5 separate regions of the Mus musculus genome follow, and all the other regions are linked to region 2. Evidence: chromatin contacts called from public Hi-C, HiChIP or PLAC-seq and promoter capture Hi-C data. All regions are on one chromosome and are shown on one strand. The core of a region is the stretch at or near the end of the contact, and the rest is flanking DNA. Distances in the headings are between cores, read along the strand shown. Region 1 overlaps Nhsl1 (NHS-like 1). Region 2 holds the start of Ccdc28a (coiled-coil domain containing 28A). Region 3 has its middle 35 kb from the start of Txlnb. Region 4 has its middle 18 kb from the start of Heca. Region 5 has its middle 26 kb from the start of Gm20655.

Region 1 (2,700 bases), core at 146-2,645, 290 kb after region 2:
TTTTTAAAATCAATGTCACCAGCAAATGGAAAGGGGAAGGCCAAGCCCAAGGTACCAGAAAGAAAATCGTCTCTGATCTCTTCTATGTCCATCTCATCATCGTCCACTTCTCTCTCTTCTAATACTTCTACCGAAGGAAGTGGGACCATGAAGAAACTGGATACAACCCTGGCCTCGGCCCTTGCCCCTCCCCCTCCTCCTCTTCCCCCTCTGCCTTCTCCGTGTCTGGCAGACAAGTCCCCTTTTCTTCCACCACCTCCTCCTCTAGCAGATTGCTCCGAGGGCTCTCCTCTGCCGCCCTCTCCCATGTTCCCCCCTCCACCACCAGAAGCCCTTGTTCCCTTCTGCTCCCCCACCGACGGGTGCCTTTCTCCTTCTCCCACAGCAGTTAGCCCCTCTCTTCCAAGATCCTTGCCTCCTGTGCCAGCACCTCCACCTTTCTTGCCCTCATCAGAACCCCCGCCCGCTCCGCCTCTGGACCCCAAACTCATGAAAGAAAACAGGCCCTTTTTCAAAAACTCTAGCCAGTCCGAATCCTCTAGGGAGGCCCTCAGGCGGCCTGCCAACAAGGAGGAGGGCTGCCGACCCCCCATGCCCCTGATCACCACAGAAGCTTTGCAGATGGTGCAGTTGAGGCCAGTGAGGAAGAACTCAGGTGCCGGGGCAGTCCTGTTTTCTGAACCATCAGCTCAGGAACAACGAACTCCGACTGCTCCACAGTATCACTTAAAGCCATCTGCTTTCCTCAAATCCCGAAATAGCATAAATGAAATGGAGAGTGAAAGCCAGGCTGCCTCTGTGACGAGCTCGCTTCCGATGCCTGCCAAGAGCCAGAGTCAGGGTGACCATGACAGTGCAGTAGAGCGTGGCGGCCTTCCGAGCTGCAGCGATGGAGCTCCAGGCCCGGGTCCCAGCCTCAGGACCACTCTGCTCCCAGACTCTTCACCCAGCAGGAAGCCACCCCCCATCTCTAAGAAGCCCAAACTGTTCCTGGTGGTACCACCTCCGCAGAGAGATTTCACAGCGGAGCCCACAGAGAACGGGAGCGAAGCTTTCCCAGGCGTGCCCAGCCCTACCAGGGCAGAGGGGGAAGCTGTGCGGAGCCAAGAGGAGAAATCCAGCCCAGCATCCCGAGCTGGCTCTCATGCTACGGCCCCCACCCCCGGCAGTCCGGCTCTAGAACCGGGAACTGCAGGGTCCTTATCCTCTAGCATTGTGGAAGCCAATGTCCCCATGGTCCAACCTAATACATCACCGGGCCCCACACAGGAAGAGTCAGGCGAGAACAGTGTGGATGGTGAGAGAAATGCGAAGAGCTGCCTGTCTCAACAGGGCAGAGAAGGTAAGGCCGGCTGCTTTCTACTGCACTCTTCTGATCTTCTGGAGATGAGCCAAATAGGGCTACTGAGCTCTTTTGCAACCAGGTGAAGCAGCCTAGACTTCGGCAAAAGCCGGCAGTGTGTGGGCTTCTTACACCTCATTACCCAAGCTGCTTTGTGAGCATTTTAAAAACTAAGAGAAGAGAGGGAAAGAGAGGGGTGGGGGTGGAGGTGCTGGGAGGTCTGAGGCAGGCTGGGTATTCAGTAGCAGGAGAAACGCTCTTAAACAAATTTAAGAGCAATTTAGTCCAAAGTCTGTAGCAGGAAATAGCCCTGGCTGTCAGGCTAGCGAGTATCATTTCTACCTCAGGAAGAACTCAAACTACAGAGCCACGGGGCTTCGCCATGGTTCTCACACTGTCGGAAATGGCAGCAAAGTGGCATATTTCAGAGCCGGGCAAGGGACTGAAGTGCTAGTCACAGCGTCTAATGTTTGCCTGCCTTTCTTCTCTCTAGCTGGCTTGCTGGAACCCAACACAGCTGCTTCCTCTTCAGACCCCGTGGATGTATCTAAGGAAGAGGGAAGCGATGAGGTGCTGACTCCGACTAAACCCAGGACAACAGAAGACCTGTTTGCAGCCATTCACAGGTATCCCAAACTTTTGTCATATTTTAATATACTTTATAATTTCTTCTTTCTGGACGGGCTCCTCTGTTTGCATGAGGTTTTGTCTGTTGGCTAGCCACGGTTCGTTTAACAGTACTCAGTTTAAAGTGTCGTTCTTATACATTAATTACTTTTTAAAGTTTGATTTCTGTTTTACTTTGTTCCATTGATTCTGTGCTGACATCGAGGGCAGAATGTGATACCTTCTGGTAGACGCAGCTGTGGCTGGCAAGGCACCTAGTGTGCCAGTCATGTGACTGAGTGTTTACAAGATTTGGAACCGGTCTGGGGTGAGGAATGCTGAGTTCTGTGACTTACTGTACATAGACTAGCTCTACAGAGCCACCTTCCTAAGGGTGCTTCAGTTGATTTATTTATTGTTACTTTTTTGTTGTCTGTTTAGAAAAGCCATGATTTCATAGTGCTTTTTGTTGCCTCCTTCAAGACTTTGTTTCCTTTCTGTTTCTTGTCCCCCGACTCTTCTCAGATCTACTCCTATCCAACTTTATGCTTGCGCTCTCTCTCTCTCTGTCTCTCTGTCTCTCTCTGTCTCTCTCTCTCAAATGAAAATTAAAAGCCACTAGAAACCATGGAATACAATCTGTGTTGGCCGGCTCACCTAGCTGCTTCCCTGGAAAGTGATTTGAAATACCCAGTAGCACTCCCTTGAAAAAAACTGACTTTTCCTCTCCCAGTAGTTATCATTTGTGAGTA
Region 2 (2,700 bases), core at 167-2,666:
TCTTTTTGAAAAACAATTCTGCTCTATGTCCTTGGCTGGCTGAGAAATTACTACGTAAGCCACGCTGGTTTCCAACCTGTGATGATCCTTCTCCCTCGGCTCTTGAGTGAGTCCTGGAAGGATGGGCATGTGCCACAAGTCTAGCTCTTTCGATTTGAATTTTCTTAATTCTATTATTAATTTATCACAAAAAAGTGTCAGAAAATGCATACCTGTTCCCCCCTTCAAATCGTTAACTGCACTATGAATTTAAAAAGATTTACTTTATGTATGTGAGTATAGTGTTACTCTCTTTAAACACACCAGAAGAGGGCATCAGATCCCATTACAGATGATTGTGAGCCATCATGTGGTTTCTGGGAATTGAACTCAGGATCTCTGGTCGTTTAAAAAATACTGTGGGGCTTAAGAGATGGCTCTGCAGTTAAGAGCACTGACTACTCTTTTCGGAGGTCTCTTTTGATTTCCAGGCCCAACAATGCTGCTTATGACAGTAACTTCTGTCCCAAGGTATCCAGTGCCCTCTTCTGGCCTCCAGGGGCACAGTGTGCACCTGTACACAGTCATCTAATAAAATTTAAAATCTAAAAGTGTTGAATTTAGTCCTGCCATGACTATTTTAAAAGACTGAAACTGACTTCTGTCACTCCTAAAAGAATTAGTCGGGAATTATACAGGTAATTTATTTTTGTTTTGCTAGCTGATGTGGGTTTTTCTTGGAAAAGGGTACAGCATTCAGTCTCTTGTCTCAGATACCAAGAGCGAATCCACTTGAGTCATTCGGGAATTGTTTAGCTGTAATACAGATTAAATAAAACTTTGAAGATGACGGAGCAGGTTTCCAAGAGATGAGGATCTGTATAATTGGTGATACATATAAACACGCTAACCTTCAAATCTATGGATGCTAATACACATTTGGTAACAAAAGAGGAGGAAAAAGCAAAAACCAGTTAATACATAAAGCATCGCCAATAAACCAATGGTCCCCGAGGGACCAAGCTTGCGATGTCCTCTTTTCTGAAAGATAACATCTGTCACAAGACCCTGAAATCCTTCTTGTATGACAAACACGAGGGACCTTTCCAGAGGGGACGAACTGCTCACGGTTGAATGTCAGGCCTCGCTGCCAACCAGAATCACCAGAGGTGCCTCTGGACTTTGCCTCATTCATTTCCCTTCCGCAACCCAGCCCTGCGATGACCCATCTACACTCAGCGGTGACCAGAGCAGGTGCTGAGGGGCTCGAATGAACAGGTTGCGGGGTCCCCTTACCCCATTACATACCGGAGGGAGAAAAGGCTGTGGTTACCCTTCCTCGGCTAGGAAAAGTAAGAGAGCGTTCAAAGCCTCCGCCAGGGCTGCATCAAGAGCCCAGCTCGTCTGCCTGGGTCACAAACCCAGGCAAGCGCCCTTTGTTTACGGAAGTGACGTAATCTGGGCGGGGCCCTCCGAGAGGCGAAAAGCCCCGCCTCTCCCAGGTCCCTTAGCGATGCTCGCGTCTCTGCTTTGGGCTCCGTCTTCCCATAGCCGCCTTCAGGTATGGCTCCAGCGGCTGCGGGAAAGAGGAGTTGTTGTTGGCCACTCCACTTCTGCCTGTCTCATGGCCTCATGGAAACTGGCTGTATATTGTCCTCACCGGAAGCGGCCAGCCACCTCGGTGAAGGACCGCCCCATGCACTGCAATTCCCAGCATGCCTTTCGAACAAATCGAAGGCGGAGCCTATTGTCCCCTTGCGGCGGATCCACACCTCGGATTGGCTGCTTTTAGTTTGGCTTGAGAAGCGGTATTGGGTTCAGCATCCCTGATGCTGTGCCGCCAAGTGTGATTCTGTAAATAGCCAGTATCCAAGCATTGCAGTTGGGTGTGGTGGGGGTGGGGTGAGTGCGTTTAGGTTTTCTGTGTACCTGTCTGTCTGTCTATCAGTCTTTCTTCGTTTTCTTTGCCTTTTTTTGACCAAGTCTCGTATAGCCGACACTGCTCAGGAACCGGTTATGTTGTTGAGATCTTCCTGCCTGCGCTTCTCATACGGGTATGTGTCACTCGTCCCACTTTACCTCACTACAGTCCTTTAAGGTAATGTCAAAATCCCCGTTTTAGAAGTGATTCTGAGGTCGGGCGTGGTGGCGCACGCCTTTAATCCCAGCACTTGGGAGGCAGAGGCAGGCGGGTTTCTGAGTTCGAGGCCAGCCTGGTCTACAAAGTGAGTTCCAGGACAGCCAGGGCTATAAAGAGAAACCCTGTCTCGAAAAAACCGAAAAGAAAAAAAAAAAAAAAGAAAGAAAGAAAACAAATGAAATGATTCTGAGATTCAGAAAGGCTAATCAGACTTGCTGCCTGACTCCCCACTTCATCCCCGGGATTAGGAATTGAGGGCTAAGAGAGAAGGCTCAACCCTAAACTAAAGAAAACTTACCTTTCCCTCCTTGATGTGGATGCCTTCTCAGAGGGAAGATGGGACTTTTTAGATTCCGACTTTCTTAGATTGAGGTGACCCTGTCCTTCAATCTCCCCATTACCTAGGGAGGAAATTGTGTCTAGAGATTATATTGAGACAGAGCAAAAATGGAGTTACTAAGTACTTAAACTCATACTATGAGATGTTCTTCCATTAGGAAAAACAAAACCAAAAACTTGGAATTCTTAAAAAAAACAAACCAAAAAACAAAACAAAATAACAAAAACAAAAAACCCCCACA
Region 3 (2,724 bases), core at 116-2,615, 470 kb before region 2:
ATCCGGCCTTATCCAGCATCTTCCTTGCCACGAATATTATGAAAAGCACACAAAAAGTTCCAGAGCCCCAGAATTGCTCTCGGCACACCTGACCCTAAGCAAACTCAGAAACAATAGATTTGGCAACAGCTCAGATTACAGGCTTCCTCCTATATGTAGTCTACAGGACATTGCCCACAGAAAACAAAAACCTAATAACAGAGTTAGCTTGCCTAAAATAATCTTTGATAACATATAGAAATAATATAAAAGTAATATAAAAGAAATATAAAAATTTGACAATCATAAGGAGACTGGCTCACATTGTTACAGTGAGGCCTTTTAACTAAAAAAAACAAAGATAAAACAATGCAGCCTGCAGCCTGGGAGAGAGAGCTTTCAGACTTTTAGCTAGGCTATCTCATAAGTTGTCCTTCAAGCCCTGCCCTGTGCATTGTTCAAAGCTTGGGAACTTGCCTAGACTGACTCACAGGTTTTTCTATCTGTTTAATGTCTCACTTTCCCAAAGAATAGAACGTCACATGTCATAAATGCTTGCGTAGTCTAAAGTGATTTGAGGTTGATAATATCTTTTCTCTCAGTACTTGTGACACTTGTCCAGGGACGAAATGGCATGATCTGTGTTTCTTTTAAAGTCACAAGTTTGCCTCTTGTGGAATCTGTATAAATGAAGGAGCATCCTGGTGGCTAGTCAGTCAGAGATGCAAGATTCTCCAGCCACAGTCTCTGACTCATCCATCCATCACTCCCTCTGCCTGTTCCTCATCTCCTCTGCGGAGACCTGTCTGACTGCTGGGGCTAGACCCCCGCAGGGCTTCATCTGAGTGTTTGTCTCACCCAGGACAAGTAACATGGCCGAGTTCCTCCCTCTTTGCAGCTTCATCTTTCAGGTGGCCATTCAGACTTCAATACATGTCCACAGAAGCAAGAAAGGCTCTTATGTGCCAAGTGTATATATCAGACTTCTTACATCACTCCTTGATAGTCCATCGGTTAAGACCAATCACAGAGCCATGTTGAGAGTCAGTGACAGAGAGGACAACTCAAGAGCGGATACTAGGGAATGAGATTCATTTGGCGACATCAACAATAACAAGCAGGAGTTACACACCTTGTAATCTGTAGAGAAAATTTTTGTTATAAAATTTTACTCAGTGTAAAATAGGAGGCTTTTTATAAAAGACATGAATAATTGATACGTGATAAGGCTGAAATTGTTCATCCACAGCCCAAATAGGAAGTTTTACAGATCTACTAACCAAAGAATACTTTCTGTTAGTTTATTGACCTCTGCGTCCCTTAAGTGGGAGGTCCTCCAAGGTCAAACTCTGATCGTCCTTGGAGATCGCGAAGCCATCTGTGGTGCTGCCATCTGCAGGGCAGTCCAGGCAGAAGACAAGCAGCTGGGTCCCTGGCCCTCCTGTCCTGGGCTCCAGGCTTTCCACTTGGCCTGCCCTAACCAGACCTAGAGAAATGGCAACTTCCTGAGACTAAGACCATCCTTCATTAGAGTCATACTCCTTTCCACAGAACAATCTTTACCATTGCACAGCGTGCTTAAGGCTCTCAGACTGAGTTATTTGCATTCAGTTGCTGCCGTCCTGCCCAGAGCTGTCTTGAGTCAGAAGCTATTTACCCTAAACTTAAATTCCTTTTCCTGTGATTCATTTCGTCAGGAGTAAGTTCTGGCCTGAGCAGACACAGTCCACCTCTTTTCCCAGTTATGAAGATGTCAGTGTAAAGCCCAACCAACTCTGGTTTTGAAGAAACTCCATTTCATTTTGTCTGAGACCAGGGGCTGAACTCCAGTTCCAGGAAGAAAATCACAAAGTCCTCTTGAGCAAACATCCAATGGCACTCCCCCCCCCACCCACCCCCCTTAACAACAGCCAGCCAGGCTACAAAGGCAGGGTCAAGGTACACAGAGATAACCTAAGACATCCTGCAGAGAATAGATAACCTGGCCATCCTGTTTGTCAGATGTTTTTGCCCCCCCCCCCCATGTTTGGTTCCTGCAGATTAAACCAGAAACGCAGATTTTAAAATATTAACTTGCAGACCATATGAAAATTCCCCAAGCTTGCTGTAAGCACAATAAATACCCTGTACCCCTAGATTAGGGGCTCTCACTCCAAGTAGATGGTGATGGTGAGAGTCCTTGCTTGAGAGCTCTTAATAAAGACCCTCATGTGTTTGCATTAGAATTGGCTCATATAGTGTGTTTGTGTGTGTTACATGCATGTCAGTGCACAAGTGTATGTACGTATGTATGTAAAGGATAAAGCAAGATGTTGCTTAATTTCCTCCACTGCTATCTGCTTTGAGACAGTGCCTCTCAGCTGGAAACTTGCCCTTTTTTTTTTTTTTTTTTTTTTTTTTTGCCTGGGTGGATTGTTACTGAACTCCAAGATCCCCTTGTTTTAATTATTGAAAAGGACTTCCAATATTATTGTTATTGACTGTAAAACATTATTCTATTTTAATGTTATACAGTTGTTAAATCCTCTTCTATTTATATATAAGTACTAACACATTGTGACTGAAGAAATAATCATGGATTATCCTGAAACTGGAGTAAACTTTGTAAGGTTTCCAGCCTGCGGAGGAGTTGGCCGTCTGCTATCCATTTGTCTCTGCTGTTTCTTATGTCACCAGGTGAATGCAAAAATGAATAAATAAACAGCAAGAACATGACTGCCCCTAGGTATCATAGAGAAGGTTTTT
Region 4 (2,700 bases), core at 7-2,506, 270 kb before region 2:
TTTTCCACGTTATAGTTCTGAAACTGGATCTCATACCGAAGCTGGAACTCACTGATTGACTGGATTGCCTGAGAATTCTTTGTCTCTGCCTCCCAGCCCTAGGCTTATAGACGCTGCACCACCAACTTTTACAAGGTTGCTAAGATCCAAACATGAACTTTACCAACCAAACTCCAATGTTTCAATCCATGGTTTGCCTGTTTGTATGTATGTATGTATGTATGTATGTATGTATGTATATGTACTACATGCATATCTGATTTCCTCAGGGGTCAGAAGAGAACTTTGGATCTCCTGAACTGGAAGCGCAAATGGTTGAGAAATCTGGGTCCTCTGAAAGAGAAGCAAGTGCTCTAACTACCAGGCTATCTCTTCAGACACAACAAAGTTTCTCTTTGTGGCAAAAGTAATTGTACATCCTTATAGTTTGTACCTGTTGATCCTAGCTTTGCTTTCTGGAAGATGCTATAGTTAGCAGAGAAAGTTTTAGATATATAATGATGATTTATATATCCTAGATCCCAGAAGTAGGAAATTGAGAGAACTTTAATATGAGAATGCTATTGTTTAGATCTAAATGTTTCCCAGAGGCCCTTATGTTAAAAGCCAGTTCCAACTTTCAGGCTATTGGAAGGTGGTAGAACTTTTGGAGGTGGAGTCTAGTAGGTCTCCAGGCCTTTGGGGAGTGCTTCAAGGCAGGTAATAGGAACCCAGCCTCCTTTTCTTAATCTGCTTTACTTCCTGGCCCTGAAGCAAAAGGTTTTTGTTCTGACATACATGACCACCATGACATGAAGCAATCATGGACTGAAGCCTCCAGAATTGGAAGCAAATCATTTTTTCTTTCCTTACAAGGTGTTATAGTGGTGAAAAGTTGACACAAATGCACTTTTCCATTCCAGCATTTGTGAGATTTGTGTACTGCATCAGTATATGCAGAAGGTATGAAACTGTGGTATTTTTTTCAAACCACGTATACCTATTACCATTTGCTTTCCTATGTTGACTTCATCCCTAGAGACTCCCTAGGCAGACTTGAAATAGAGAGCTTCAAAGTTAAAGACTTAGGGAAATTTTCTTCTCAACAGGTTTTGAAAGTATTAGAGGACAGGACTTACTTTTAGTCAAATACACTTTTGGTCAAAATTCTTGCTTATAATCAAAGGTCTCAGGAGATGTGTACATTGTTCCAGCCTTGGGTAGAACTTCAACTTTTAAAAGCAACACTCTGAAACGATACCACTTCTCCTGCTTTTGACGTTAGAAGCAAACATCTGCTCTTGTGACCTTAGTTAAGATCTTATCTTCTCTTGTTTTTCTCCTGCCTATAGGCAGTCCCAGAACTTCTCCTTAGAGAATAGAAAAATGGTTGATGAATGCTTTTTTCTGGCTCCAATGGAAAAAGTAGCAGGAACACACACACATACACACACACACACACACACACACACACACACACACACACACACCACGCACGCACATACCAGTCTTTCTGATACCTTTGAAGCTTTTGCAGCTATTGCATTTCTAACTCTCCTCTCCCTTTGTGTTCAGAAAACTACCAGATTCTCTACTTGCTTTGGGTTTTTCTAAACATAAATTCATGAGATAGATTGTTCACTTTGGGAAGCTAATTCATAATTTACTAACATAATGACTTCTTTTGGGATAACAGTTGAGCTGTGTTTCTTTCCATTGCTCAAAAGCTGTAATAGAGTGATCCAGACTACTATGAAGGACTTGAGAACTGTTTATTACTCTAAATAGCCAGGTTTATCTCCCCCCGCCCCCTTACACTGGGAAATGATAACTAAATGTAATTAACAAGATAGTTCAGTGATAAAATGCTTGCTGTGCAAACCTGGCCATCTGAGCGTGAGCCTATAGGAGAGAAGCAGCTCGCAACAGTTGTTTTCTGATGTCCACAAGCAGGCTGTGGCTCTCATACTCACACACTCATCATACAGCGAAATACAGAGGAAAAATAATTAACAAAAATCGTTAGAACTGAAAGAGAAAGAATATACTTAAGTGTAAAGTAGTGCTTTTCTCTTTACTCCAGAGAACAACGGTTCTCACAATTTGACTTTTGTGATAATTAAACTAATTATGTCTTGCTTGCTTGCATAAATATTTACCCAATCTAAGAAGCATTGTAGGAGCTAACCTTGACTTCATGACTTCAGAACAGAAGCACACCCACTAGATTGTGGCTGTTTTAATGATCTGTAGGCTTGTTCTGCTGTGCTATTCAAAATAAAAGAAGAGGACCTTTCATTTATTTTCTAGGATATTCCAAACATCTTGAGGTTAGTAAGTAGACATTTTTTTAATGGTTCTCAGTCCTATGATCTGGGTGAGTCAAATTCTTTGCAGCCAATTTACACAAACAAGTGAGATGAAATGGTCTTTCTGTTTCAGCTCTTGTGATGGTAAATGTTGTAATATCATCTTGATTGGGTTCAGAACTGCTCAGATAGATGATAAAACGTTGTTTCTACTCTAACAGAGTGTCCCTAGCAGGATTAGCATCTAAACCTGCCAACTGGGTAAAACAGATCAGCCTTACTAATGTAGCTGGCCTCACCAATTTGGAGGACCTAAACTAGGTTTAAAAGGCGAGGAAGGTTAGATTCGCTCTGTGCTTGGTTGGGAACATGTATCTTCTACTGATGAAAATTAGTACGTCTAGATTTGGGT
Region 5 (2,700 bases), core at 123-2,622, 370 kb before region 2:
GCAAGATTTTATCGAAAGGACCCAGATGTAGCTGTCTCTTGTGAGACTATGCCGGGGCCTAGCAAACACAGAAGTGGATGCTCACAGTCAGCTAATGGATGGATCACAGGGCTCCCAATGGAGGAGCTAGAGAAAGTACCCAAGGAGCTAAAGGGATCTGCAACCCTATAGGTGGAACAACATTATGAACTAACCAGTACCCCAGAGCTCTTGACTCTAGCTGCATATGTATCAAAAGACGGCCTAGTCGGCCATCACTGGAAAGAGAGGCCCATTGGACACGCAAACTTTATATGCCCCAGTACAGGAAAGATAAACTTTTAAAACACTTTTGTTACAAATGGAATCCCCAAATCTCCAAGTAGAGAGCACTCTCCTGAAAATGAATGCTCTCTAAGAGTACGTGACTATTTTTTGTGTGTGTATAAGTCTATGCATGAGTGTGTATCATATGTGCTGCTGCATATGTGTAGTTCTGTGCAAGTATGCATGTAGTTGTTCATGAATGTTTGTGGCCAGATGTGGCCCTATATATGCATAAAAATTAACATTTATATAAGTATGTATAGCTATACTTTTGTATACAGTGTGTCTGTGAGTGTGTGTGTGTGTGTGTGTGTGTGTGTGTGTGTGTGTGTGTCAGAGTATATGTGTGAGTGTGTATGTGTGTGTGTGGACATGAATATGTGTTGGGGAGGGGGACTGAAAGCTCACCTTTGAAGGTGTGATTTGGATCCTGTGGTTAATGGGTTGTTTTCAGAGGATCACATCTTGCTGCCCTTTGATTTGCTCAATAAATCCTCCTTGGCTTACAGCTTCACAAAGCTTACTGGGTTTGTTTGGTTTGGTTGCTTTTCTTTCTTGTGTTGTTGGCTATCTACCTTCTGAACAAACAGGCAGATGGGTGAGGCCACAAGTACGGTGGAGCTGTTTGTTACATCATTGCACATGCCACAAGCCCACAGTGACAACTACCACAGATGCACAGCTCTCGTCCCCAGGAAGGCACAGAGTATGTCTTGAGAAATTCTCTATGCCATTCCTCACAGAGACCTACAGCTGGAGCAAGGAGCAGGGGGCTTCTGGCAAGCAAGCTATCTTCATGTCTGTCTTCCTTGGGGAGAGAGAAGCTCAGCCTTGGTTACAGTCTCTTACCCTAGTGACAGTGTTAAAGTCCAAATTACAGTCTCTTCAATCTCTCTGCCTCACTACCCTGCAGTTATAACCAAACCCCTGAATAGTAACACTGAATAGTAACAATGTTTCCCTAAACTAAAAGCCAAAGAGAAATGGTTTTAATCCATTTATGCTTTAATCAGTGAGTCAGAAAGTGGCAAGCCAGAGTTTATTGCAAATCGTACCAGCAATCTGTCATCTTCGTGACTCATTCTTTCTGTGGGGAGATTTTTTGCTGTGATACAATTCATCTCCTAAAAATATCTAGTATTGACTGGCTGTACTTTCACAGCTGGATCTGGCTGCTTCTCTGACATTATTAAGGGACGGATATAAGAATCTTCTAACTCAATCAGGGAGTAATTTAAAGCAATGTCTCTAGCCCGCCATTCAAGGAATTGATTATCTTCTAGAGATATGGGGAGAAAATCTAAATAAACAATAAACAAAATGAAAATACAATAACAAAGATTGAGAAAACATCAGTGTCCAGAATGCACATAGAAATATTACCGAGTGTTAAACAAAGCAAACCAGTCAGAGGAAAGCGTGCAGACAGTGGATCCACGCACAGGAGATGTGTTGTCTGTAGACAGTGAAAGCGTTAGTAAAACAGACTACCAGGCTGACTGCTTATTTTTCTTTACTTCAATCCTAAATAACGCCAGTGGTAAAGCTGCCTTCTTAACAGAGACCATCATGTTTGCAGGTGCCCTCAATACCATTTGTAAGATCTCTGCCACATAGGACAAAGTGTAGAAGAAATATAAATGAGTAAAAGGCGCCAGATACTATCACTTTTGTTCATTAGGCTAAAGAAATTTCAAATGTTGATAACATCTAATATCATCGAGGATGATGGCAAATATTGGTAATGACATAGAGTGTTGGTGAGAGTTAGGTTTTCTCTCTATTGCTTGTCCAGTTGTAGTTTATTCAAGAAGTGGACAATTTGACCAAGTCTCTGGTATGCAAAATTGAAAATTACTTAGCACACAGTACACATATGGTATCTGCATCCCATCCTCAAAGGAAGTTTTTTGCCCAGGTTCCCTTCAGTGTGAATGGGACTGTCAATCATAGAGCCCCTCTGCTACTCTCAGTTCTGTCTCAGGGCTAAAATACTACAGCAGAACACCTGATAAGGTATTTCACTCAGAGACAGTGGCAGCTGCAGAATTCCCACAGAAGATGTTCTTAAAAACTCAACTCAAAAGGGTGGAGAGATGGTTCAGTGGTTAAGAGCACTTGCTGATCTTGCAGAGGATAAGGATGTGGGGGGATTGTAGTGGGGGGATGATAGTGGGAGCAGTAAAAGATCCACCTAGCATCTCAGGTTTCTCTTCCTCTTCTCCAGAGGAACTCTCCTTCATGAATGCTTTCTTTGCCTATATATGCATGTGTGTGGTAGTAGGTGTGTTTTATGTTTTGTAAAAGCATTTTGTGTCTGACCTCTTTTGCTAACACACACACACACACACACACACACACACACACACATATATATGTATGTATATATATATA

What was found. Promoter capture Hi-C pulls out the DNA fragments that hold promoters and counts their contacts. A called contact is a pair of places that touch in the nucleus more often than the background predicts. HiChIP or PLAC-seq counts read pairs in DNA pulled down with a chosen protein or histone mark.
Region 1: a Hi-C map of the N1E-115 cell line shows a contact between it and region 2, with 11 times the contacts expected there. The contact joins the enhancer-like site here to the promoter of Ccdc28a in region 2. A contact is called at or near these places in 7 of 39 promoter capture datasets (embryonic stem cells, hippocampal neurons, liver and 2 more), 61 of 484 Hi-C or Micro-C datasets (the AML12 cell line, the C2C12 cell line, the CH12 cell line and 36 more), 9 of 115 datasets of contacts at active chromatin or transcription factors (astrocytes, embryonic stem cells, epiblast stem cells and 4 more) and 3 of 9 other capture datasets (adipose tissue, embryonic stem cells and pancreatic islet).
Region 3: a promoter capture Hi-C map of trophoblast stem cells shows a contact between it and region 2, with 3 times the contacts expected there. The contact joins the enhancer-like site here to the promoter of Ccdc28a in region 2. A contact is called at or near these places in 17 of 39 promoter capture datasets (the 3T3-L1 cell line, 3T3-L1-derived adipocytes, the C10 cell line and 11 more) and 2 of 115 datasets of contacts at active chromatin or transcription factors (bone marrow-derived macrophages and neural progenitor cells).
Region 4: an H3K27ac HiChIP or PLAC-seq map of thymic regulatory T cells shows a contact between it and region 2, with 2.2 times the contacts expected there. The contact joins the enhancer-like site here to the promoter of Ccdc28a in region 2. A contact is called at or near these places in 6 of 39 promoter capture datasets (3T3-L1-derived adipocytes, the C10 cell line, the HPC-7 cell line and 2 more), 2 of 115 datasets of contacts at active chromatin or transcription factors (embryonic stem cells and thymic regulatory T cells) and 4 of 9 other capture datasets (adipose tissue, liver, macrophages and 1 more).
Region 5: an H3K4me3 HiChIP or PLAC-seq map of bone marrow-derived macrophages shows a contact between it and region 2, with 3 times the contacts expected there. The contact joins the enhancer-like site here to the promoter of Ccdc28a in region 2. A contact is called at or near these places in 9 of 39 promoter capture datasets (the 3T3-L1 cell line, 3T3-L1-derived adipocytes, the HPC-7 cell line and 5 more), 1 of 484 Hi-C or Micro-C datasets (bone marrow-derived macrophages) and 3 of 115 datasets of contacts at active chromatin or transcription factors (T-cell acute lymphoblastic leukemia, bone marrow-derived macrophages and large pre-B cells).

What each region holds. Positions count from the first base shown.
Region 1 is chr10:18,525,701-18,528,400 of GRCm38.p6, forward strand. Nhsl1 (NHS-like 1) reads left to right here. Exons shown (of 7, transcript NM_173390.3): 5 at 1-1,342; 6 at 1,836-1,968. Among named protein-coding and RNA genes, the nearest start is that of Hebp2, 19 kb to the right of the region's middle. Within about 2 kb of position 1,396, at least 100 of the 459 cell types and tissues checked have an H3K27ac peak or open chromatin away from gene starts, as enhancers often do. A contact at or near this core is called in the C2C12 cell line, the N1E-115 cell line, astrocytes and 12 more, where this site is marked.
Region 2 is chr10:18,233,565-18,236,264 of GRCm38.p6, forward strand. Ccdc28a (coiled-coil domain containing 28A) reads right to left here and starts at 1,417. Exons shown (of 6, transcript NM_144820.4): 1 at 1,288-1,417.
Region 3 is chr10:17,759,561-17,762,284 of GRCm38.p6, forward strand. No RefSeq gene overlaps it. Among named protein-coding and RNA genes, the nearest start is that of Txlnb, 35 kb to the right of the region's middle. Within about 2 kb of position 1,366, at least 26 of the 459 cell types and tissues checked have an H3K27ac peak or open chromatin away from gene starts, as enhancers often do. A contact at or near this core is called in trophoblast stem cells, where this site is marked.
Region 4 is chr10:17,965,010-17,967,709 of GRCm38.p6, forward strand. No RefSeq gene overlaps it. Among named protein-coding and RNA genes, the nearest start is that of Heca, 18 kb to the left of the region's middle. Within about 2 kb of position 1,257, at least 8 of the 459 cell types and tissues checked have an H3K27ac peak or open chromatin away from gene starts, as enhancers often do. A contact at or near this core is called in thymic regulatory T cells, where this site is marked.
Region 5 is chr10:17,859,914-17,862,613 of GRCm38.p6, forward strand. No RefSeq gene overlaps it. Among named protein-coding and RNA genes, the nearest start is that of Gm20655, 26 kb to the left of the region's middle. Within about 2 kb of position 1,373, at least 35 of the 459 cell types and tissues checked have an H3K27ac peak or open chromatin away from gene starts, as enhancers often do. A contact at or near this core is called in bone marrow-derived macrophages, where this site is marked.